Regions from separate parts of the Mus musculus genome. Here regions 2, 3, 4, 5 and 6 are each linked to region 1. A link is a contact called in public HiChIP or PLAC-seq and promoter capture Hi-C data. All regions are on one chromosome and are shown on one strand. Each heading gives the region's core, a stretch centred on a gene start, on an enhancer-like site or on the middle of the called end of the contact. The rest is flanking DNA. Distances are from core to core; before and after follow the strand shown.

Evidence for each region. HiChIP or PLAC-seq counts read pairs in DNA pulled down with a chosen protein or histone mark. Capture Hi-C pulls out chosen DNA fragments and counts their contacts.
Region 2: a contact with region 1 is called in an H3K27ac HiChIP or PLAC-seq map of cardiomyocytes, with 4 times the contacts expected there. The contact joins the promoter of Sncb here to the promoter of Nsd1 in region 1. A contact is called at or near these places in 3 of 39 promoter capture datasets (the C10 cell line, hippocampal neurons and liver) and 14 of 115 datasets of contacts at active chromatin or transcription factors (SST interneurons, VIP interneurons, astrocytes and 11 more).
Region 3: an H3K4me3 HiChIP or PLAC-seq map of neural tube shows a contact between it and region 1, with 5 times the contacts expected there. The contact joins the promoter of Tspan17 here to the promoter of Nsd1 in region 1. A contact is called at or near these places in 12 of 39 promoter capture datasets (the 3T3-L1 cell line, the C10 cell line, the HPC-7 cell line and 7 more), 2 of 15 datasets of contacts at CTCF or cohesin (large pre-B cells and pro-B cells), 6 of 484 Hi-C or Micro-C datasets (CD4 T cells, embryonic stem cells, muscle stem cells and 1 more), 17 of 115 datasets of contacts at active chromatin or transcription factors (acute myeloid leukemia, bone marrow-derived macrophages, differentiating embryonic stem cells and 13 more) and 4 of 9 other capture datasets (embryonic stem cells, liver, macrophages and 1 more).
Region 4: a contact with region 1 is called in a promoter capture Hi-C map of liver, with 3 times the contacts expected there. The contact joins the promoter of B4galt7 here to the promoter of Nsd1 in region 1. A contact is called at or near these places in 8 of 39 promoter capture datasets (the C10 cell line, erythroid cells, hematopoietic stem and progenitor cells and 4 more), 2 of 484 Hi-C or Micro-C datasets (B cells and CD8 T cells), 3 of 115 datasets of contacts at active chromatin or transcription factors (astrocytes, bone marrow-derived macrophages and microglia) and 3 of 9 other capture datasets (adipose tissue, liver and macrophages).
Region 5: a contact with region 1 is called in a promoter capture Hi-C map of pancreatic islet. The contact joins the promoter of Pdlim7 here to the promoter of Nsd1 in region 1. A contact is called at or near these places in 2 of 39 promoter capture datasets (liver and pre-B cells), 5 of 484 Hi-C or Micro-C datasets (embryonic stem cells, neutrophils and uterus), 1 of 115 datasets of contacts at active chromatin or transcription factors (pancreatic cancer cells) and 4 of 9 other capture datasets (adipose tissue, liver, macrophages and 1 more).
Region 6: a contact with region 1 is called in an H3K4me3 HiChIP or PLAC-seq map of embryonic stem cells, with 10 read pairs. The contact joins the promoter of Unc5a here to the promoter of Nsd1 in region 1. A contact is called at or near these places in 3 of 39 promoter capture datasets (hippocampal neurons, pre-B cells and stem cell-derived epiblast-like cells), 1 of 484 Hi-C or Micro-C datasets (embryonic stem cells) and 2 of 115 datasets of contacts at active chromatin or transcription factors (embryonic stem cells and large pre-B cells).

The regions. Positions count from the first base shown.
Region 1 is chr13:55,207,929-55,211,350 of GRCm38.p6, forward strand. It overlaps Nsd1 (nuclear receptor-binding SET-domain protein 1), which reads left to right and starts at 1,854. Exons shown (of 23, transcript NM_008739.3): 1 at 1,854-1,947.
Region 2 is chr13:54,765,108-54,768,529 of GRCm38.p6, forward strand. Sncb (synuclein, beta) reads right to left here and starts at 1,488. Exons shown (of 6, transcript NM_033610.3): 1 at 1,198-1,488; 2 at 456-585. The coding sequence starts at 576.
Region 3 is chr13:54,787,676-54,791,097 of GRCm38.p6, forward strand. Tspan17 (tetraspanin 17) reads left to right here and starts at 1,730. Exons shown (of 8, transcript NM_028841.3): 1 at 1,730-2,006. The coding sequence starts at 1,920. Eif4e1b (eukaryotic translation initiation factor 4E family member 1B) reads left to right here. Exons shown (of 7, transcript NM_001033269.3): 7 at 1-784.
Region 4 is chr13:55,598,055-55,601,476 of GRCm38.p6, forward strand. It overlaps B4galt7 (xylosylprotein beta1,4-galactosyltransferase, polypeptide 7 (galactosyltransferase I)), which reads left to right and starts at 1,842. Exons shown (of 6, transcript NM_146045.2): 1 at 1,842-2,138. The coding sequence starts at 2,089.
Region 5 is chr13:55,511,790-55,515,211 of GRCm38.p6, forward strand. It overlaps Pdlim7 (PDZ and LIM domain 7), which reads right to left and starts at 1,657. Exons shown (of 13, transcript NM_001114088.2): 1 at 1,578-1,657; 2 at 523-629. The coding sequence starts at 618.
Region 6 is chr13:54,947,487-54,950,908 of GRCm38.p6, forward strand. Unc5a (unc-5 netrin receptor A) reads left to right here and starts at 1,925. Exons shown (of 16, transcript NM_153131.4): 1 at 1,925-2,245. The coding sequence starts at 2,176.

The DNA of each region.
Region 1 (3,422 bases), core at 604-3,103:
CTGGGTGTTCTCCTAGCACGTCTGCCCCCACCTCACCCCCCAAGGCTCTTAGCATCCTCAACAAGTATTTGCTGAGCTAACAAATCAGAAGGGAACAGTTCTGAAAGAGGCTGCTCTATGGCCAAGAATCCGTGCAGGTACCTTGCATCAGGGTACCTGATAAAAGATCCATAGATTATAGAGGAAGAAATGGGGGCTGAGGTCTTTGCCTGACAGTTACATCCCCACACACCTGTGTGTCTGACAGGCCCAGCATTTCATGGCATCTGTTGGGTGTGTCGGCTCACACAAGGATGTTGCCCACCCCACCTGTGAAAGTAATAGTCCTGAGAATGTGCACAAAGGGCTTGACCTAGTCCTTAATTCTTTGCAGACTAGTAAAGGGTTAAAGGAACAGACGTGTGTCAAGCGCTCAGTGGTGTCTAATGCATGATACCCGCTCAACAAGGATTTGTTCTCATATGTCTGCAGGTGAGGTGTGCAGGCCCAGAAGAGATTCTTGAGTTATAATCAGTAGAGAAGAGCTAGGTCTACACCCCAGAACCCAATCCTACAGGAAAGCAGCCCCGTCTCACTTGAGGATTCAGTATCCTTCTGAATATAGAAGCTCAGCTCCATAAGCACTCTGGTTGTGTCACTGTGGTAGACAGTTTTATAGTAGGAGGAAGGGAGGACCCCCAGGGGTTACCTAGGGAAGTCTGATATTTCCCTGGGGTCTCAGTCTTGTTTCTGTCAGTAACTAGGTCATCCTGAATGGGGGTGAGGGGGAGGTAGGAGGTTAAGGAGAGGGTCCTGCAGAGCAGTAATGTGCTTACATCAGCTAGTCTCTCTCGGTACCCTTTTTTCCCTGAGGCCACAGGTTGCCTGGCACACTAGCTCCCATTTTGCTTCCCCAGAGCCTGGTGCATTGCCTAGACTGCAGGAAACGGTTGCTGAAGGAAGCAATGAGTTACATTTCAGTATTTGTCAAATATGTCTGTAATTGTTAAGGACAGAGTGTTAGCCTGTTTCAGGATCCTCCCAGATGCCTGTGTCTTGGAGGCCACAGATGAGGAAACAGAGGTTTGGGACTGAAAGATAACTTCTTCAAGGCCCTCCAGTGGCAGTTCCAAGTACCTCAAAATGGCTAGGCACTGGGAAGGGCTGTGGAGTGATTAGCATTGGGGTAACTGCCAGTTAGAAATGACAGGCTCAAATGATTACTTGTGAAAAAGGATCCAGTGAGAGCTTTCCTATTGAATTGCCCGAAGGTGTTAGCAGGAGTTATTCCTTCGTAGAACAAAAGACCGGGTCTCCATGGGAGAGGGCCCCAGTTTTTTTCCGGCTAGTTTTAGCGCAGGGAAAGATGCCAGTCAACTTTGCATCTGGAAACTCCTTTAAACTAACCCGAGGGACCTGAGGTCACAGTAGCCTCTTCACTCTTGCTTCCGCCGGGCACCTTCTCTCAGGAAACCCACTTGCCCTCTTGGCAGGGCCAGGGCTCCAGCATTACTGATGGTATGCTGAAGGCTTAGCTCTGAGCCTCCTTTAATGGACTGTGGGTCTTGGACAGCAAGCAGCTGGAAGCATCCTAAGCCGCTGCTTGCTGGACACAGTCACGAGGTGAAGGGCAGGGAAGGATGGAGTTTGGCCCAACCATTGCAGATCCCCAACCGGTACAGATACTTGGCAGGGGAACGCCAAAAGTGCCTGTTCTCCCAGGTGGGGGTCTAGTTACCAGAGGGCCCTCGGTAAACACTCTACTGGGGCAATAACTATGCACATTTACTAAGCCTCTGGAGGAATGGTGGTCACGTGGCCATCGAGGGCGGCGCCCTCGGCTTTAAAATGAACTCCAAATCACCGAAGGCTTTCTGGAAGAGGCGGGAATTCTCGGGGCCGTCCAATATGGCTTTCTCTCAACAACAAGGATGCGCTTAACGCTCTAGGGACCAAGTCATGCCTGAGGTGAGCTTCTTGCGGTGAAGCAAACCCAGGAAGCAGCAGGGTCCGGGAAGGGAGAAGTGCCTCAGGGGACTGGAGTGGCTGGACCAGGCCTGGTCCAGTCCCTGACCTTCCACTGTCTTTGAGGAATGGACGCGCTACAGCCCTACGAGGTCAGGGCGGCGGGGTCCTGGTGCTAAGTGCGCGCCAGCAGGACCCCGTCCTCCTAACGCAGAGCCTTCCTAGGCCGGGGGTTTGCGCCTTTCATGCTTGGCCAGCCCGTCCAGCCTGTCGGCCGTCCCTGTGCAGTCGCGCAGGGGTCCCGATGCCTGGGCCTCAGGGGCGAAGCGCGCTCGAGAGGGCCATCTGCCTGGGTGTGGAGAACTGCAGCGTCCGCGGTGCGAGGCGCTGCCCCTCCCGGCCCCCGGCCCCGCGCGCCCGCACCTCTCCAAGGCCGCCAGCGCCCGCAGCCCCGGGGCCGCCGTGCCAGGCCCAGACCCAGACCCACACTAGGCGCTGGAGGCGGTGCAGGGATTAGTGGACCCCTCCCCCCGAGCTCCCCTCGCCCCGCCCGGGGCAGCGAAGACCCCTGGGCCCGAGGGTGACCGAGGAGCTTCGTCCCCGCGGGGTCTGGACCGGGGGCTCGGCCTCGCTGGGCGGGGGCTGCACGGCGACAGGCCGAGGTGCGGGCGCGCCGTTAGGCTGTGTCCCAGAGGCCGGGGTGTGGGGCGTGGGCTCAGGGCTGCGGGGTCTCTCGGCCTCAGGCCCGGGTTGAGGCCACGGTCCTGCGGCCAGTACCCCGGGGCGGGTCACCCGACCCTGCTCCCCGGAGCCGCTCACCCCGCACGGCCCGGCCTGGGGAGGGAGAGGGAAGGGAAGGGGTGGTGGGTGAGGGGCCGTGGGGACCGCAGGGCCGAGTCCCCGGCCCGCCCGCACGCGCTGCTCCAGGGCGGCTGCCCCAGGCTCCCGGGAGGAGCCAATCCCCTGCCTCGCGGGCGTCGAGCCTGCGGCCGAAAGGGAGTCCCAGGGCTGTAGAGGCTTGGCTCGGGGAGGCAGACCCGAGCTGCTGCTGCCTCCATTTTGTTTCCTGTTCAGCTTGGTCTGTAGTGGTGGTGGTGGTGTGGGTTTGGGGTGCGGCTGGGCAAGGGGGTTCCCCTGCGGCCACGTCTGCTCGGGGCCTGGGGCCTCGAAGACCCCCATGCCAAACCCCCCAGGTGAGCCCTACAGCGAGACGGGGGTAGCCTCGGCCTCGGGTCGAAACCAGCGGGGCTGAGGGCAGGTGCCCAGTGGATGGGGAGCCCGGGCTGGAACCTAAGATGGAGGCCGGGGCTGACGCGGGCCTGAGAGCAAGGCCGGCGGGCCAGGCCTCAGCCAGGCACCATGGTGGCTCCGGGGTTGGGGTTCAGGATGACTGGGGTGCAGTTAGCCGTGTGCAACCAGGGGCTGGCGCGGCGCCCCGAGGTAGGTGAAAGGATCGTCATGCCACCCACGACGCCCGC
Region 2 (3,422 bases), core at 238-2,737, 440 kb before region 1:
GCCAATAACCAGGAAAGTGGGGCTTTCCAGCGGGATTTATACCCGGGCTTCTGGCTTTACCAGCTGTGTGACCTTGGGCAGAGTGGTTAACAGAGGGCCCCAGAGTCGCTGATCTGTAGACTAGCCCAGGAATGTTAGATGCTATAGCATTTCATTGCTCTTGGCCTCAGGTAAAGGTTCCCCACCAGGTCACTATTAATAGTGATGACGGGGTAAGAAAAAGGAAACTCTGGAGAGCTCAACACCTTGGTCCCTGGTTTTTCATTTGAACATCATCTCCACCAGCTCCCATCCCATCCCCACCTCCCAATTCCATGGACTGGCTGTGTCCCCAGTGACCCCTACTGACCTCGCCCATCTGCTGACTCATATTCTCATGCCCAGACCCCTCAATCACTCTGAGGACCCTTTCTGGTACCCTCAGGAGATACCCAGCCCTGCAGCCCCTTGCCCACCGACATAGAGGACGCCTTCCTTGGTCTTCTCTGCTGCCTCGGTGACCCCCTGCTTGGTTTTCTCAGCTGCAGCCACAACGCCCTCCTTGGCCATGGACAGGCCCTTCATGAACACGTCCATCCTGGCGGCCTGGGGAGGGCGAACACACAAGTGCCGGGGCGCTGGCTCTGCACCCTCACTCGGGCCCTCCCAGGGGACCTGGTGCCCCCTCCCTCCCTTCCTCAGACTTGGCGCGCTTCTGGGCCGGGAGCCCCCTCCTACCCTCTCTACTTCCCAGGTCTAGGCCTCAGAGCTATGCTGCGGCGAGTCCTAGCGTCCTTGAAACCCCGGGATGCGGGGAGGGGCCAGCACCTCAGTTATCCGGAGATCTGCAACCTGCAGGCCCGCAGAACCGGAAGCTAGGCTCGGCGCGAACACCGGGGCCTGTCTGTACACACAACAGTCACACGGTCTGCATACAAACACACACCATGGACATGCTCACGTGCACACACACAGAACACGGGGCGTTTAGAAGCGCATGGACACTCCGGCACACGGGCACGGACGCACGTCCGCACGTCCACCCAGACTGTAGCAATCAGAGAGGACAGACGCGCATCCTGCAGTGCACCTGCCCGCGCCCGCTTAGCGCTTTCCTTTTCTGTGCCCACGTTTCTCCCAGGGCAGTCTCCATCCCGCTCCTCATCTTACCCCAGATCCCCCTGGATCCCCAGTTCGGTGCTCTTTCCGGAGCCTCACCTGGGTTTCGGGGCCGGGCTGGGGGATGGAGCTGTGGTGGCGGCAGCGGCTGCTACTGCGAGCAGATGCGCGGGGCTGGGCTACGCTGGGTATGGATGGACTCGGGGCCAGTGGTGTCCTGCCGTGGTCAGGCTCTTGAGTCACCTTTCCTGAGCTGGAGTGCAGCAGTGCTCTGGCCTTGGGTGCTCTGCCACCAAGGATGCTACTCGCGCGCTCCGGCTCCGCTCCGGCTCCTGCTCCGGCGCTGCGGCAGCTCTGAGCTCAGCACTCCCCCCTGGTGGCCGCGCCGCCCCCTCCGCCTGACTGACAGGGGGCGGGGAGGGTGACATCTCCCCAGAGCAGGCGAGCCTCCAGGGGAGGGCCTCTGACGTGCAGCCGGGGACCCTAGTGCTGGAGAAGAGTAGTCTTTGAGGATGGTGGGAGGTGGCAATGCGGCGAGAGAGGACTGGTGTAGAAATTATGCGGTTGGCTTGGAAGTTCAGAGCGATTCCAATCCTAGCTGCGTTTGTTAGTAGCTGTGGGATCTTGAACTACCTACCTCACCTTTTGAAACGCAAGGTTCCTCTTCTGTAGAACCAATGGAGGGAGTCAATGCCCTTCTAGGCACCGCTTGGATGGGTGGTGCAGGTTGGGTGGAAACAGTGCTAAAGAAAAGCAGGGTTCGTATCTCAGGAAGACGCGCTCATGGCTGTGCAGAGACAAGAGGCAGGAAACAAAATCAATGTATCCACACTTGAATCATACAGGGTTACTTCAGCCTGTGAGAGTAGATAGGAAGACAGAGAAATGCTGATGTAAGAAATGGACTTGAGGCAAAGTAGGTAGACAGCAAAGGCCTCTTCCAAGAAACGACTTGGAATAGACAGATCCGGGAGAAGCAACAAGGTAGGCCTAGACAGGTGGGGGTGAGATCCACAGAACCAGACCCTCAAGGGCAAAGGCTGGGAGGCACCACCATGCTGACGGGCAGTCAGGATGCAGTGCAACCTGCTCAAGACCCAGACAAGAGCATATGGTTTATGGTTATGGGAGGGCATTCCAGATGCACGGCAGGACCTCAGTCAGTTCTATAAAAGAATTATACCCAAGCAGGTGTGGCATCCCAGATGAAAGGGACCCTGTGAGCTCAGGGAGTCAGGGAAAGAAGTAAAAAGGAAGTGGCACTTAGTTTGGGGCTCGTGGGGTGGGTAAGGTTTTCCCTCGGGAACAAGATCAGAAGAGCGTTTTAAGCTAACGATATATAACACAGATGAGGGCAGTGGTGGCAGAAGTGCTGGTCTGGGCGTTTGAGAGATGAGGTGTGCCAACAGCAGACAGTAGGGCACGGGGGGGGGGGGGATGCTCATGGCTGTGGTAGGGCTGTAAGTTGGCAGAGGCTTTAAGAAGGCCAGTTTGGCAGTGTTTCCTAGGACTATAAATGCATGCTCCTTTTGGATCAGCAGTGCCCCTTCCAGGAACTCACCCTGCGGATCTCTATTCTTGCGTGTGCACACTTACACGTGGGCCGGGACAGTCACTGTAGGAAACACTGACAATGCTCTAAACGTCCTCTTAGAGATCTGGTTACTTCCTTATAGCACATCCACCCAGTGGCACAGTGTGATGGTGTGGTTGGGAGCCATGAGCTGTCTCTCCCCTGCCCCCACCCCACGTATCAACAACACACTAATGAGTAAAGATGGTGTTAGTGAGAAGCCGGTGCAAAGATTGTAGGTGTTGAGCAAGCTGATTTCGATACATAGAAAATTATATTACATACTTACATATTTAACAAGTTATATGTAAGAATATAGTTTTATGCATAGCAATCTGTTTATTGTATATAAGTATTTGTATATATTAGATATAAGTGTATATGTGCACACTATTAAGTGTTTATCACAGACCATATGTATTATATACAAACATGTTCCATACAAATATACACATATAGTTGATCTTTTCTATCAAAGGGTTCTGCAACCTTAGACTCAACCAACAACCAATCAAGAAGACCAGCTGGAGAGATGGCCCAGTGACTGTTCTTCCAGAGGACCAGAGTTCAGTTCCCAGTGCCCTCATGAGGCTGTTCACCACCAGGTATAATTCTAGCTACAGGGAATCTTCTTGTCTCCACAGGCCTGTGGGATGTGCTCTTGTGTGTGTGTGTGTGTGTGTGTGTGTGTGTGTGTGTGTGTACACATATATACAGAATTTAAAAAAAAACAAATTTTAAACAAGAAGGA
Region 3 (3,422 bases), core at 480-2,979, 420 kb before region 1:
TCAGCATGTTTTGGGCTCAGGCCTCATGGCAGCTGGCCAATGCTTATAAACTACTCTCAATCGCTAGCCCTGTACGTGGCCATTTGCCAAGGGCAGGGTAAAGCAAAGTCCTGGCACAACCCTGCCAAACAAGGACAGGAGACTCCTGAGGCAGGCTCTTCTGTCTTGGGAGGATGGTTCCAGGCCACTGATATTAAGGGTTAGGAGTTCAGTTCTCTGTGAGCTTAAAGGCTGATTATGGGGTTACCCTCATCAGATCTGTAGCTTGGGTACCCATCCTAACACCTGTTCCTTCCCTGGACCAGTTGTGATTGGGTTCTCCCTCCCTCCCTCTTTCCCTCCCTCCCTCTTTCCCTCCCTCCCTCTTTCCTTCCTTCTCTCCCTCCCTCTCTCCCTCCCTCTCTCCCTCCCTCCCTCCCTGTCTCCCTGCCTCCCTCCCTCCCTCCCTCCCTCTCTCCCTCCCTCCCTCTCTCCCTCCCTCCCTCTCTCCCTCCCTCCCTCTCTCCTCCCCCCCCCCTTCAAGTATGGACTAGGTTAGAGAGGAATTTGTGTAAAGACAGGTAGGACTGGGAACTGGGAATGCCCTGCACAGCCTTCCCATCTGAAGACAGTCCTATGGATTCTGTGTGTCTCCTCCTGCTGAAATGATGGATGGATAAACCTTCATGAGTGAAGAGATTACAGTGGTAGTTAGGCTTCACCGTGGTCTTGTTAGGAGGGATTCACTTGATGCTGATGATGCTTAAGGCCCTTTCTGTATCTAAATAAACACTTCTGGAACAAACTTGGAATCTAAATATTTAAGATCAGACGTACCTAAACCTGCATCTGCTCTGTCCTGTTTTGCATCAGAAGGACTCTGGTGAATCCCAGGTATCAAGGCAGTCAAGTAGGTATGGGACAGGGCGACCATAGGAATAGGCAAAACAGAACAGGCGTGGCATGGCACGCCAGCCTGTTTGTATTCAACTACACTGTGTGTGAATGCATGGCACTGTTCATTGGTCCCACTATTCCCAACCACTTATCCCTGGGGAGTGGACTCCTCTGGTTCTTGAATCTTAGACTGGAGATCCACTGTAATTATTCACACTTGGCTCACCAGCTTTGCCAGTTGGCTCATCTGGGGCCTCTGGAGGACTTGGGGAACTTGAGAGAAGCTAACTGGAGGACGGACTTAGAGAGGAGACGGGGACTCTTCAGAGGTGGGGGTTGCAAGGGGTTGAGTGTGACTGGGGTGTAGCCAAAGCCTGGCCCAGAGGCAGGGTCTTGGGGAGAAGTGAGACCTGTGGACCATAAAAAAAAAAAAAAGACGGATGTCTTGGGCGTGGCTCCAAGAAGGCCGACTGTGGCTCAGAACTGAGGCTGAGTAGGGCGGAGCTCCAGGAGGACTGAGGCCGGTTGGAGGCGGGGTTTGGGGCTCATCAGAGGCGGGACCCGGTTTAGAGGCGGAGCTCGAGAACAGAAGTTAGCTAGGGCAGAGCCTTGGGCGGGGCGTAGGCGGGACTGCGGGAGGACAGCGGCTAGGCATGGGCGGAGCCTGAGAGGATTAAGCCCGGCTGGGGGCGGAGTCGTGGTTATGGGCGGGGCCCGTGAGGACTGAACTTGACTGGGACGGGGTCGTGGGCGGGGCTCCAAGAAGACCGAGCCTTGCTGGGGCGGGGTGTGGACTGACACTGTGGGCGGGGCCGGAGCGCTGTTGGAGGGCGGGGTCGGATGAGGGCACCGCACTCCGGGTGTGGCTGTCCGAGCGCCGTGGGCGGTGCCACAGCGGGCGGGGCAGCCGGTGAGCTGTGTGGCTTTGACCATGAAGCCGCAGCCACCGGGCTAGGCCCGGGGCTGCTCCAGGCCTGGGCGGCCCGCAGAGGGCTGGGCCGGTCACCGGCTCGGGTTCCCGGGACGGCAGGTGGCCGCTCACCATGCCCGGCAAGCACCAGCAATTCCAGGACCCTGAGGTCGGCTGCTGCGGGAAATACTTCCTGTTTGGCTTCAACATTGTCTTCTGGGTGAGCGCGAGTCCGCTTCTCGCTCTGCGCTGAGGATAGGGGTTAGGGAGTCTCAGTTGCTGGTGAGGGAGATCCCGTCTCAGGAGCTTGCGACCAGGGACTGTCCCCCACCCCCTCCACCCCGATGCCCCGTCCCCAACTATTCTGGGGAGCTACTGGGATAGCTGGGGGGCGGGACCCAGTCCCAGCAGGAGGTGCTGGGAGTCTCTCTTTGCAGCCCCAAGTTTGGGCGAAAAAGGGGGCGGCGTTTGCCGGAAGACTGCAGGGGCGCGGTAGTTGCGGACCAGCCCCGCCCCGCCTCCCGGCCACTCCAGCTCCCAGCATGGTGCGGTGAGGTTCGCGAGGCTGGGTCCTAGCCCCGAGTCTACCCTACAGACGCTCAGAAGCTTGTGAGCCAGGAGGTTAGGAGAGAGGAAAGCCAAGGCCTCTGCCTCTGCAGGGAGAGGAGCTCCAGTTGAGAACAGGGAACTGTCCCTTGGGAACAGAATTCAGCATTCCATAGCTGACCAAACAAACAGAGGCTTCCTTCTGTGTGGCATCTGTGTCCTGGTCCTGCCAAGTCATCTTTCTCTTCTCCCTCCCCCATCCTATCGCCAAAGCCGGGCTGTGCTTGCTGTCCTTTATGCCAGGCCTTTCCCACTTGCATTCAGCAGGATTCAGCGGCTCTGTTCTCCACCCACGAGCCGTCGGGTTTGCCCTGTGGTGGGTGTCCTTGGATGTCAGCAGTCTTCTGTTCTGTAGGGTGTGGGCAGCTACAGGGAGCGCTGGCCTGGAAGTCAAAGGGCCTGAGTGTAGCAGGCCTTGTCCAGAGGCTTTTGGGCGAGCCTCTTTGCTCTCTGGGCTTTAGCTTTCCAGCCTTGGAGGAGCCAGTATTGGAGTTTATCCTTCTGGGTTGTTAGATTAAACGAGAGTTTTTTGTTGTTGAGACAGGGTCTCACTCTAGCCCATTCTGGCTTGCAATTTGCTGCAGTTTTCCTGTCTGAGTTTCTTGGGTGCTGGGATTACAGGTGTGAGCCATCACACCCAGCTTAGTAACACATGAATTCTGATGAGGCACATTCTCCCGACTGCCTTATTATTATCTGTAGTTTACAGATAGGGGACTGAATGAATAGACGGTAAGAGCTTAAATTATTTGTCTCGAGAAACATGATTATCAGTGGGTGGAGGGAAGGAAGAGAGGCTAAGTAACTCTGGGGGTAGGGGGATGAAAGTCCCAGCTTTGTTCCTGGGCAAGGGTGGGGCGCCTGGGCAGGGGAGTAAAGATGGACAGAACATTAAGGTCCTATGCTTGGGTGGCATGGGGGCAGGCAGGGTTTTAAAGCAGAGTTGGATCAGTTCTCGTTGGCTGTAGGTGTATGAAAAGGTGACAGAGCATCTGGAGATGGGAAGGAATCTGGGACCTTGGGTTCCTGA
Region 4 (3,422 bases), core at 592-3,091, 390 kb after region 1:
CCAGGACAGCCAAGGCTATTACACAGAGAAGCCATGTCTGGAAAAAACAAAAAGAGGGTGGGTGGGAGTAGTAACTTCCAGAGGGCACAAGGCCTCACACTCCAGGGTAGTCTCCACCTGTGAACATCACGATCTCCATCCTTGCTATGGTTTCTTGTAGCGGGCAGGTGCTGACGGGTTTGTCAAAACCATCTGACATTGCTCACCAAGAGTGCCAAGTGTCAACATGACAAATAACGGAACACTGATTTAAAAGCAGTTCATTTGGGTTTGTTTTGTTTTTTTCGAGACAGGGTTTCTCTGTACAGCCTTGGCTGTCCTGGAACTCACTTTGTAAACCAGGCTGGCCTCAAACTCAGAAATCTGCCTGCCTCTGCCTTCCGAGTGCTGGGATTAAAGGCGTGTGCCACCACCGCCTGGCTAATTTGGGTTTTTATGTAAAATTTAGTTTCTTGAGTTTGAGGTCTAACACTAGAGCAACAGGTCACCTGACTGTCTTATCGCCTGATGGCCCTGCCTAACTGGTCTCTGCAGGAGGTCAATCCTGCCTTTAAGATCTGCCACATCAGGCTGGAGAGATGACTCAGTGGTTAAGAGCACTGACTGATCTTCCAGAGGTCCTGAGTTCAATTCCCAGCAACCACATGGTGTCTCACAACCGTCTGTAATGGGCATCCGATGCCTTCTGATGTGTCTGAAGAGAGTGACAGTGTACTCACATATATAAAATAAATCTTAAAAGAAAATTAAAAAAAAAAAAAAGGTCTGCCCCATCTATGGTTGACTTGGTAAGTTTCTGGTGTGGGATGCAGAGCCCTAGGTGAGCCACAGAGCAAATCATTGAGTTGTGTTTGTTAGGGTTTAAGAGGGGAAAGAAAGTTAAGAACAATTAACTTAACCAATAGTGAAGATCTACCTTGAAACAATGCACTTGAAATTGGAGATCATGGATTGTGGCTGGAAAGATTGTGCACACAAACCAATGACCTGCCTGTGCCTTGGTCCTTTCATCTTCACAATGGAAATAATACCTATTCATAAAGACTGAATAAAAGCACAGCCATAAAGAACTTAGAACAGGAGCTGGAGAGATGGCTCGATGCTCTTCCAGAGGTCCTGAGTTCAAATCTCAGCAACCACATGGTGGCTCACGGGCTGACAACCATCCGTAATGAGATCTGATGCCCTCTCCTGGACTGTCTGAAGTCAGCTACAGTGTACTTACATATAATAACTAAATCTTAAAAAAAAATGAGTAGCACAAAGTAAAACTTAATAAATGTTAGGTACTTATTAGAATATTAAATTTTGCCTGAAAGAACAGACATGAAGTCTAGTAACTGCCTCTCTTTTCCCAGGTGGGGAAGAGGGGAAGAGAGTAGATAAATTCACACAGGCAAAGAGGCGGCTCAGTCTCCTATTCATTCCTTAGGTTCTCAAATCGGACGACAGCATTTATATAGTGTGACTGTGCCAAGCACTGCACCAAATGGGTTTTCGTTTCCTACAATGACCACACAGAATACGAACAATTTATATAACCCAAGTGATGAAACCGTCACAGAGAAATCGACTCGCCTCAGCGTTGTTAAATTATCAGAGCAGTGTTTGAAGCACAATCAGTCTTCCGAGATCAGCTCCGAATTCTGAACTGGATCTTATGCTCCAAGAGTACGTGCTTTCTCTGCTGGGCTGACCGTAGGAATGCTGCGATGATACCAGCCTTCACTTGGGGGAAAAAGGAGGAAGATGTACCTTATCCCAGACGTTCTGTTATGCAGTACACGTCTAGTTCCAGCTAGTCTCTAGCTTGTTTGGTCGCCTTTGACTTGGGTGATGGGAGGGAACTCCCTTTCTTGTGACATCCAGTGGGCCCTTGTATGTAGTGAGAACCTAGCTAGGTCCCGCCATCGGTTCTCCAGACAGCAGAACCTTATAAGCTGTGGCTCTGAGGTGCAGCCGGCCCAACCGGAGGGACGGACTCGGCGGACCGGGGGGCGGGGCGGGGGCGGAGACGCCGCGTAGGCTGGGCAGGCCGGGCAGCGGGGCTTTGAGCCAGAGCCCCATGTCCTGCTGTGTCCCGCCACGATGTTGCCCTCCCGGAGGAAAGCGGCGCAGCTGCCCTGGGAGGATGGCAGGTGAGCGGCCGCAACGGGCAGGAGCCGCGTCCCCCTGGGTGCCATTCCTTTTCTCGACCTCCTGCAAATCTTAGCAGCCCTACGCTGTCGCATCTGGGTTTCTGGGGGTCACCCTGAGTGTTTGTGGTTCTCTGGGGGTGGGGGGAACGTCATTGGTATTGTCTGCACGGCTCTCTTTTCCTACTAGCTTCTATTCTGCGCGTCCCTGTGTCTGGGTCTCTGCCTTGCTCTCTCCATTGATCTTTTTGTTTGGACCGCGAACTAGTCCAGTGGCTCTCAACCTGTGGGTCGCGGCCCCCTTGGGTTGCATATATCAGACATTTATGTTACGATTCATAACAATAACAAAACCACAAATGTGGAATAACGACGACATTTATGGTTGGGGACCACCACAACCGTGAGGAGTTGTATAAAAGGGCTGCAGCAGTAGGAAGGCTGAGAACCACTCTTTCTCCTGTGCCTTTGTGTGTTTGTCTGTCTGTTTTCATGTAGCAGATGATTCTGTTCGTTTCTTACAGCGGATCTCTCTGTGTTGTGGCGCTGAAGGTCTTTATTTATTTATTTATTTATTTTCTGTCTGCCCCGTCATATCCATGTGACTTCAAATCCTATCCTTCGCCTTCATGCCCTCTCATACTTTGCGGTTGGCCGGGAAGATCACACCAGACAGAGCTTCCTGTGTTCTCTTCCTGGTTGGTTAGCCATTGCCTGTCTTATACTAGACACACCCAGTAGTTCATTTCCTGTGCTGCTGTACTTGTGTGGGGGTCTGCTTTAAGTGTTAGGTGTGAGTCTGGCTCATACCCGAGTTTAAGATATTTCTCACTGAAACAGAATGGCGGAGGTGATTTTCCTGCCTAGATTTATGGGGCATTACACTTTTAGGCTTGAAGCATCTTTTTGTTTGGACCTTGGGCTAGTCCAGTGGTTCTCAACCTGTGGGTCGCGCCCCCCCATGGGTTGCATACATCAGATATTTATATTATGATCCATAACAATAACAAAGTCACAGGTATGGAGGAACAATGTAATTTATGGTTGGGGGCCCCCATTTTCTTTCCCCCAACACGTTAGTGTATATTCACTTAATGAATGACACATTTGTTAGATATTGTAAGGCTCTAGAATTTAGTGGACACACTTTTGGGGTGTTTGTTTCTTTTTCTTTTTCTTTTCTTTTTTTTTTTCAGATTTGGTGTTAAAAGGTGACAGTAATATAGTAGAAGCATGGTCCATGGTGGCCAGAAATAGACCACTTAATTTTTCTGACCTCGGTTTTCC
Region 5 (3,422 bases), core at 407-2,906, 300 kb after region 1:
TCACACAGGGCGGGAAGAGTTCCCCGTTGGCCTTGACCGTACAGAGAGTACAAGCCGTTTTTGTGCCTCAGTTCAAACCCTTGCTCTGCAGTGGACTTACTGAATGGGCTCCTCCAGCCCACCAAGCTCTGTCACTTGGGGAAACAGGATGACAACTGCTATTCCTTGAATAACTGGAATTAAAGTTACATCCTGCTGGGGACCTGGCTCCACAGGCTGCTCTCCTAGCTAAGTAAGATACTTCTTGGAGACATCAGCCTCCAATACCGAAGGAACAGGCTCCCCCTTGTCACTCACAGATGGCTTGGTGGGAGAGCATCAAATACCATGTCAAAGTAGGGAAGTTGGGAGTGCCTCTCTACTCTCCACCTAGTTGGGAGTCCTGGTAGTTAAGTGTCCATTTGGACCTGGATACTCCTGCCTTATTGGTCCTGGCTTGCTCCTGCTGTTTCCTCCCATGATCCTCTGGAAACCTGAGCACCCAAGAACCCTTGGGGAGTTTGTTCCCCCACCTAGGCTCACCCGAGAGATAGAGAGGGGCACATTGAAGTCCTTGCCCCCTTGCAGACGGAAGCCCCAAGGGGCTGGCCCTTCCAGCACCACCTTGAAGGAATCCATCGTGCCTGCTCCTGTGAGGAAGAAGAGAAAGTGTCTGCAATGCAAATTGGCAGGCAGGTCCAGATCTGGGCACTAGCGTTGGCCAGGCACCAAGAAGGCACGGGCGGACGCTCAACACACACAGGCACTGGGAGGCAGGTATCTCAGCTGGCTTGGCTGGGCTCCTGGCAGGCCGACCTCTCACAGACAACAGACAAGGTGGTTCCCCACCCTGCCCCCTGCCACCGGGAGGGCCTGGAGAGGCCTCTCCGAGCTCAGGTGCTTTTCTCTTCCAGGGGTTGGCTGTGGGGCTAATTGGCACTGCTTTGCCCAAGCTAACCTGGAATCTCAGGAGGGTGGCGGGGTGAGTCAGGGGCCAGCTCCCCCTCCTTCCCCGGGTCCCGGCAGGCAGGCCGCCGCCGGAGCCTGCTCGGACTATATAAGGCGTGTAAGCTGACACTGTAGAGAGCCCGAGGAGGGAGCACGTTAGGGGCTCGGGATATGAGGGGGAGGGGTGGAGAAGGAGGACGCTGGAGCGGGTCCTAGCCATTTTGGGACAGGTCGAGGCTGCTGGTGGTCAGGGCGGGACCCCTGGTCTCTGAAAGGGGAAAAGAAAAACGGGGTACTGGTCCTGTAGAGAGCGACGGGGGCCGTGTCCCTTACGCACGGCCAGAGAGGGGATCCTTTCTGGAAGCCAGAGAAAGTGGTGCCACCCACGCACGATGCTCCCTTGCCAACATGACTCTGTTTCCCTTCGTCTCCCGCCCCAGCCCCGCGCTTGGCCGCGTCCCCACCGCACACAGTGGCGCAGGCGCCAATCAGCCCCACTTCGCCGCAGGAAGGCGGGGGCGGAGGCTGCGGCCGAAGCCAGCCGAGGGAATCTGGCACTCTTCACGACCACCCACGCCCTCCCCAGCGCCTCAGCGGGCCATAGGACCCCGTAGGGTGCAGGCCAGGAACCCCCTCGCGGACGCCGGTACCTGAGTGCCCGCCTGGGCCGCTGCCTGGCAGCCTCCGGGAGCAGCGATGGGATCCGCCGCTGCGCTCTGACCCCGCCTCCGCGGACGCCGCGCCTTTTGAGCCCGCGGAAGGGGGCGGAGCCCTAGGCCACGCCCTCCCCAGGCCAAACGAGTGGACATCCCGGGGTCGGTGGGAGGCCCCACCCAGTCAAAAAACCCTGAGTCTCCAGGAGAGGGAAGGTGAGATCGGGCACTTACCCTCGCCAGTCGGGTCGCTGCCCAGCCTGTGCCCCGCTTCAGGCTCTCGCCCAAGCCCCTTGCGCCTCCCACTGGCGGAGTGGAGGAAAGCATCCGTTTGAAACCCCAGAGTTGATTGATCTCTCACCGTATTCTCTTGTAGAGGAAAATGGCATGGTAACACTTTTCTGTTAGGGATACTGTTAGAGGTCAATATTGTCAGCATCATCAGATTTCAGATTCTCTAGGAACTGGAGAAGCGAGATAGGGTAGTTTCAAGTTAGGCTTCCTGGTGTTCGGGATGTAGCTTAGTGGTGGAGCTCAGTAGCTAAGCTCTCTGGAGGCCCTTGTTTCAGTCCTCAACACCAAACCCAACCAAAGGCTTGCAGGATATAACAAACAAGTAAATACATACATAGTAAGAGCCAACGGGGGCGGGCTTAGCGCCACTTGTTGTCTGACGGTGTAAGTAGAGTCCACAGCCATGGGACTTCCACCCAGAGCCCCCAGAACCACTATTGGAATGGATTGTTTCCCATTTAACCCCAGTCCAGAGTACACAGTTCTTCCAATGCGGTTGGGATGGAAGGGGCTGCCACGGAGTGTTCTCAGAGCCCCTGCTTTAGCCTCGGTCTTAGCCAAGGGTGGGCAGAAGGAAAAGCTGAGCTCTCCTGAATGTTTGAGTCAGTAGAGAGGTGCACAGCCTCCCCTTGCCCAGCCCCCCCATCATCACACCCCCTCTTCCCCATCATTGTCCCAAGTACATAAATTCTTATGGGAGTTGTCATCCTTGAAGAAATCCTCTTCAGGTGGGTCTCTGAGTTCAAGGCCAGACTGACTGATCTATGTAGTGAGTTCCAGGACAGCCAAGGCTACACAGAGAAACCGTGTCTCGAAAAACTGAAGAAAAAAAAAAACCAAAAAAACAAAACCACCCTCTTTAGCTATCTGCTATGCTTCTGTCTCCATCACGTTTCCCTCTTTGTCCCTCGTCCCCTATACTATTGACTCTTTCTCCAGGTCTTCTATGACCTCAATTAAGTCAGCTGCAGCCTTCAGGTTTCATCCTGTTCTGACAGGAATGCTGGTCTACACCAGGTTGATCAGGGGTTTTTTCTTTTTCCATTCCTTCATTTCTATCTTCTTCTTCCCACCCCCACCCCCCCAGATACAGCGCCTTCTTCTGACCTCTCTAGGCATCTGGTGCACACATAGCGCACATATGCATGCAGGGAAAACGCCCATACGCATAAAATAAGGTCTCCTTGGGTAGACTGGCTTGAACTTGCATGGGTTCCCAGATCTTCCAGCTCTTCCCTCCGGAGGGCTGAGATCATACCAAGCCCAGCAGCTTCCTCATCTAAAATCCCAATCTTTCTAGCTTCAAGGCTTCCTTCCCTCTATAACACTTCATCGGCCTCCAGTCTTTGGCCATTTGGTCATGAAACTCACACCTTAAGAGCCCTTACTCTCCTTTGGCTTTCAATAACACTGAAAATGGTCAGCCCGAGCTCTTTCCTCAAGAACTGCAGACACCAATAATGTATACCTTGTCTACGTGTCTGCCAGGAAGGTTTCTCAAACAATCCAAGTTTGTGCTTTCTTCTCACTCCTTCCTGGTCTCAGCCA
Region 6 (3,422 bases), core at 675-3,174, 260 kb before region 1:
TCCACACTGTGAACCCAAATTCAGATCCAGGAGAGCACTGTAGGGGTATTAATAGAATACAGGAGAATAGCCTGGGCATACAACAACTGCTCTCACACACACACCACACACACTCACACCACATACAAAACATACACATACACACACACACACACACACTGGAGCAGCCTGTAGATCAGCTCTACTCTCTAATGTGTTTGTCTAAAAAGCTGAAGTTGGGGAGTATGATCATCTGGGTAAAAGAGGTTATAAATACACACATGTATTAAAAATCAATTTTAGGGCCACCAAGATGCCTCAGTGAATAATGGGGTTTGCTATCAAGCCTTACAACCTGGCTTTCATCCCCGAATCTCACATAAGGAGAGAAATGACAAGCTGTTTTCTGACTTCCACACAGGCACTATGCAACGCACTCACATGCACACGCACACACACGTGCACACACACACACATCTTTAAAAAAATTATTTTCCCAGACAACAGCTTCTATTGAAAATTGGTAAACAAAACCAATTGGCTCCTCCCCTCCCAACAGGCACCTAGAACAAGAGAGCCATTTCGATATGACCCTGTGCCCTGTCTCCCTGCCTGTCTGGCCCTGAGGCCCAAAATCTGTACATTCACATCTGGAGCTTTGGTTGTGAATAGAAACACACACACACACACACACACATATACATATGCAGATATACACATATACAAGAGAGCAGAATAAAGCAAAACATTTTTCATAACCTTCTCTATAAAAAGTGGGAAACAAAAGACAGACCGAGAGAGGGCCTCGTGTCTCAAGAAATATAGGAGAGCTCATATCTCTTTGTGGAAGCCAAGACCATTCTTATATCATCTGGCCTGCAGCACCAATTTATATTATCGATCGGCGCTGGAGGCGTTTGAGTGTGTGACCGTCTTCACCCTTCTCATTCTCCTCCTGGCCAGAAGTGGGACCCTCTCTTTCAGATCCCTCGCCCTGTGCACACCGAGAGCGTTTATTTTCCTTCTCTAGGGCAGCCTTCTGTTTATTTTAACCAGCTTAGGGAATGGGGGTGGGGAATAGGAGATCCTCCAGCGGTCATTCTGCTGGGATCCAGAGACGCCCCGTGACTTGCCCAAGGTCACAGAGCCAGAAGAATGTGACACTTCTATTCTACCCCAGGAGTTTGTAGCTCCCAAAACCCTTCTGGTTCCTGCATCACGCCCACGTCTCCAGCGCCGCGCGCGCTCGGGGCGCAAACAACACGACGCTCCTTACAGGCTGCGCTGCGCCCTAAGGTTGTTTCCTTTGGGCCAGCGGCGTGGAGGGATTAAGAAAGCCTGGGGCCACGCTGCTACGCTTGCCCCTGAAGCCCACCAGGCTGTCTTGGGGAGGCGGATGGTGAGACGGTGGGGGCCTGGCGGCTCCTGCGCGCCGGCTGGGCCCCGGGACCTCTCCTGCAGTCCCCCATCCAAGCCGCCCGCCAGCTGCCTACCACGGCGCGCTGACGATCTCGGAGCGCAGCCCGGAGGCAGGGGTGCAAGCAGGGACTGCAGCGGAACCTGCCTGGGGCACTCCAGAGTCGAGCTGCTCTCCGCAGGCTGGCGCTGCGCCGGGGTCGCCGCAGCCCGGGGCCCCTCCCGGGCCACCTGTGCGCCGACTGGCGGACCAGGGTGATGCCAGATCCGGAAAAGCAATCCACTCCGGGATCCAGAGTCCTGTCTCTGTCCCTGGAGACTGAGAGGGGTGGTGGGAGGCCTCCCCGCCCACTACCCCAGCTCCTCCCTGGGGGAGCCTCAGGCGTTGCCCGAAGGGATCCCCGGTGCAGGGGGTGGCCCGCGCTCGCAGCGCCGCCCGGCCCCTCCTCCCCCGCCCCGCCCCGCCTCCGCCCCGCTCCGCCGCTCCAGTCCGGATTTTGCGGCGCCCGCCGGCCCGCTCCCCGGCTGCGGGCTCCGCGCGGCGGCTGGCTCGGTGCGCGGCGCGGCTGGCGCTGCGCTCCGCCCCGGCTGCATTGCTGCGCTCCGGGTGCCCAGGGGAGCCACGCGCCGCGTGCGCCCCGCAGCCGGCCGCCCGGAGGCAGCGCTGTCCTCTGGCATGGGCCCCGGGGGCGCCCCGAGGTGGGGCTCTCGGCTGAGGCGCTGACAGCCTCTCTCCCGCCCGCGGGGCCCCTAGTCCAGCCCGCTCGTCCGCCCGCGGCCATGGCCGTCCGGCCCGGCCTGTGGCCAGCGCTCCTGGGCATAGTCCTCACTGCCTGGCTTCGTGGTTCGGGTGAGTCACGCCGCGCGCGCTCTGGGGAGGCTTGCGGGGGACCGTGCGCGCGAACGCTTAGCTCTGGGGAGGAGGTGGCCGTGACCTGCGCGGCCGACCCGTCTGGGAGCCCCCGGAGGCCAAACTTTGCTGGGCAGGACGCGGGGGCCGCCACTCGCTGCTGCGCAGCTTCCTGGTGCGCTCTCCCGGAAGCCTTGCTTCTGCCAAGTCCAGAACAGCTGTCAGCGCACGGGGCTGGCGAGTGTAGACGCCCCACGCCTCCGGGTGGGGGAAGTTTTTGCTGGTTTCACGGGCCCGGGAGAATGATGGGGGGGGGGGGGGAGCGCGACGGCAGTTTGAAATAATCCAGGAAAGACAAAAAGACAAGACTTGAAGGACTCAAGGCCATATGCTAGTGCTCAGAAAATGGGGTGTGTGTGTGGGGGGGGGGGGGGGTAAGACAGCTCTTCCAGGTAGGACTGCCCCAAACAGCCACTCACAATTTCTAGCTTGGCACCTGGCCTGTGCCCACGTCTAGAACATAGTGTCCTCCTCTGTCCCCACCACACACAGGCTTGCACACGCACACACTCAGGCGTGGAGGCATCCAACAGCCCTCAGCTCTTGCAGCCGGTAGTCAAAGCACTGGGGCCCCTGTGGTGGCCTGTGGTTCCTGGCCTCGCTGCTGGAGGTGGGAGGGGGGAAGAGGAGGGCGAAGGGGAGTTGTTTGCTGTTGGCTGTTGGTTGGCGGGCTCTGAGAACCTCTCAGAAACTCCACAGCCCTGCAGTCTCCCCGCGTGTCTTGTTGGCCACCCTAACCAGCCCCTTCATAACCTAGCCTTTTAGCCCACCTCCTTGCGTGAGAGGCCTGGGGGGGGGGGGAGGTTTTGTCTAATCTCCCAAAGCCCGCACCTAGACCGAGCTGTGGGGGTCCCTAATCTCCTGGCCCCTAAGGATTTGGCAGTGCTGAGCTTCTGGGTATTGGGAAGGGTGCCTGAGCAATTCTTGGTGCTTGATGCCCCCAGAGCCTGCTTCCCGGGAGGTGATCCCTAGGCTGGCAAGGCCAGTTTCTCCTAAGGGTGTGGATTTCTGAACTGCCAATCTAGAAAGACGAGAGCTCCGTCAAGGACCAGATGATTAAGGTCGATGGCTGGTTCCTTGAAGAGTCTCTGCGTACTGCATCCTTCACCCACCACTG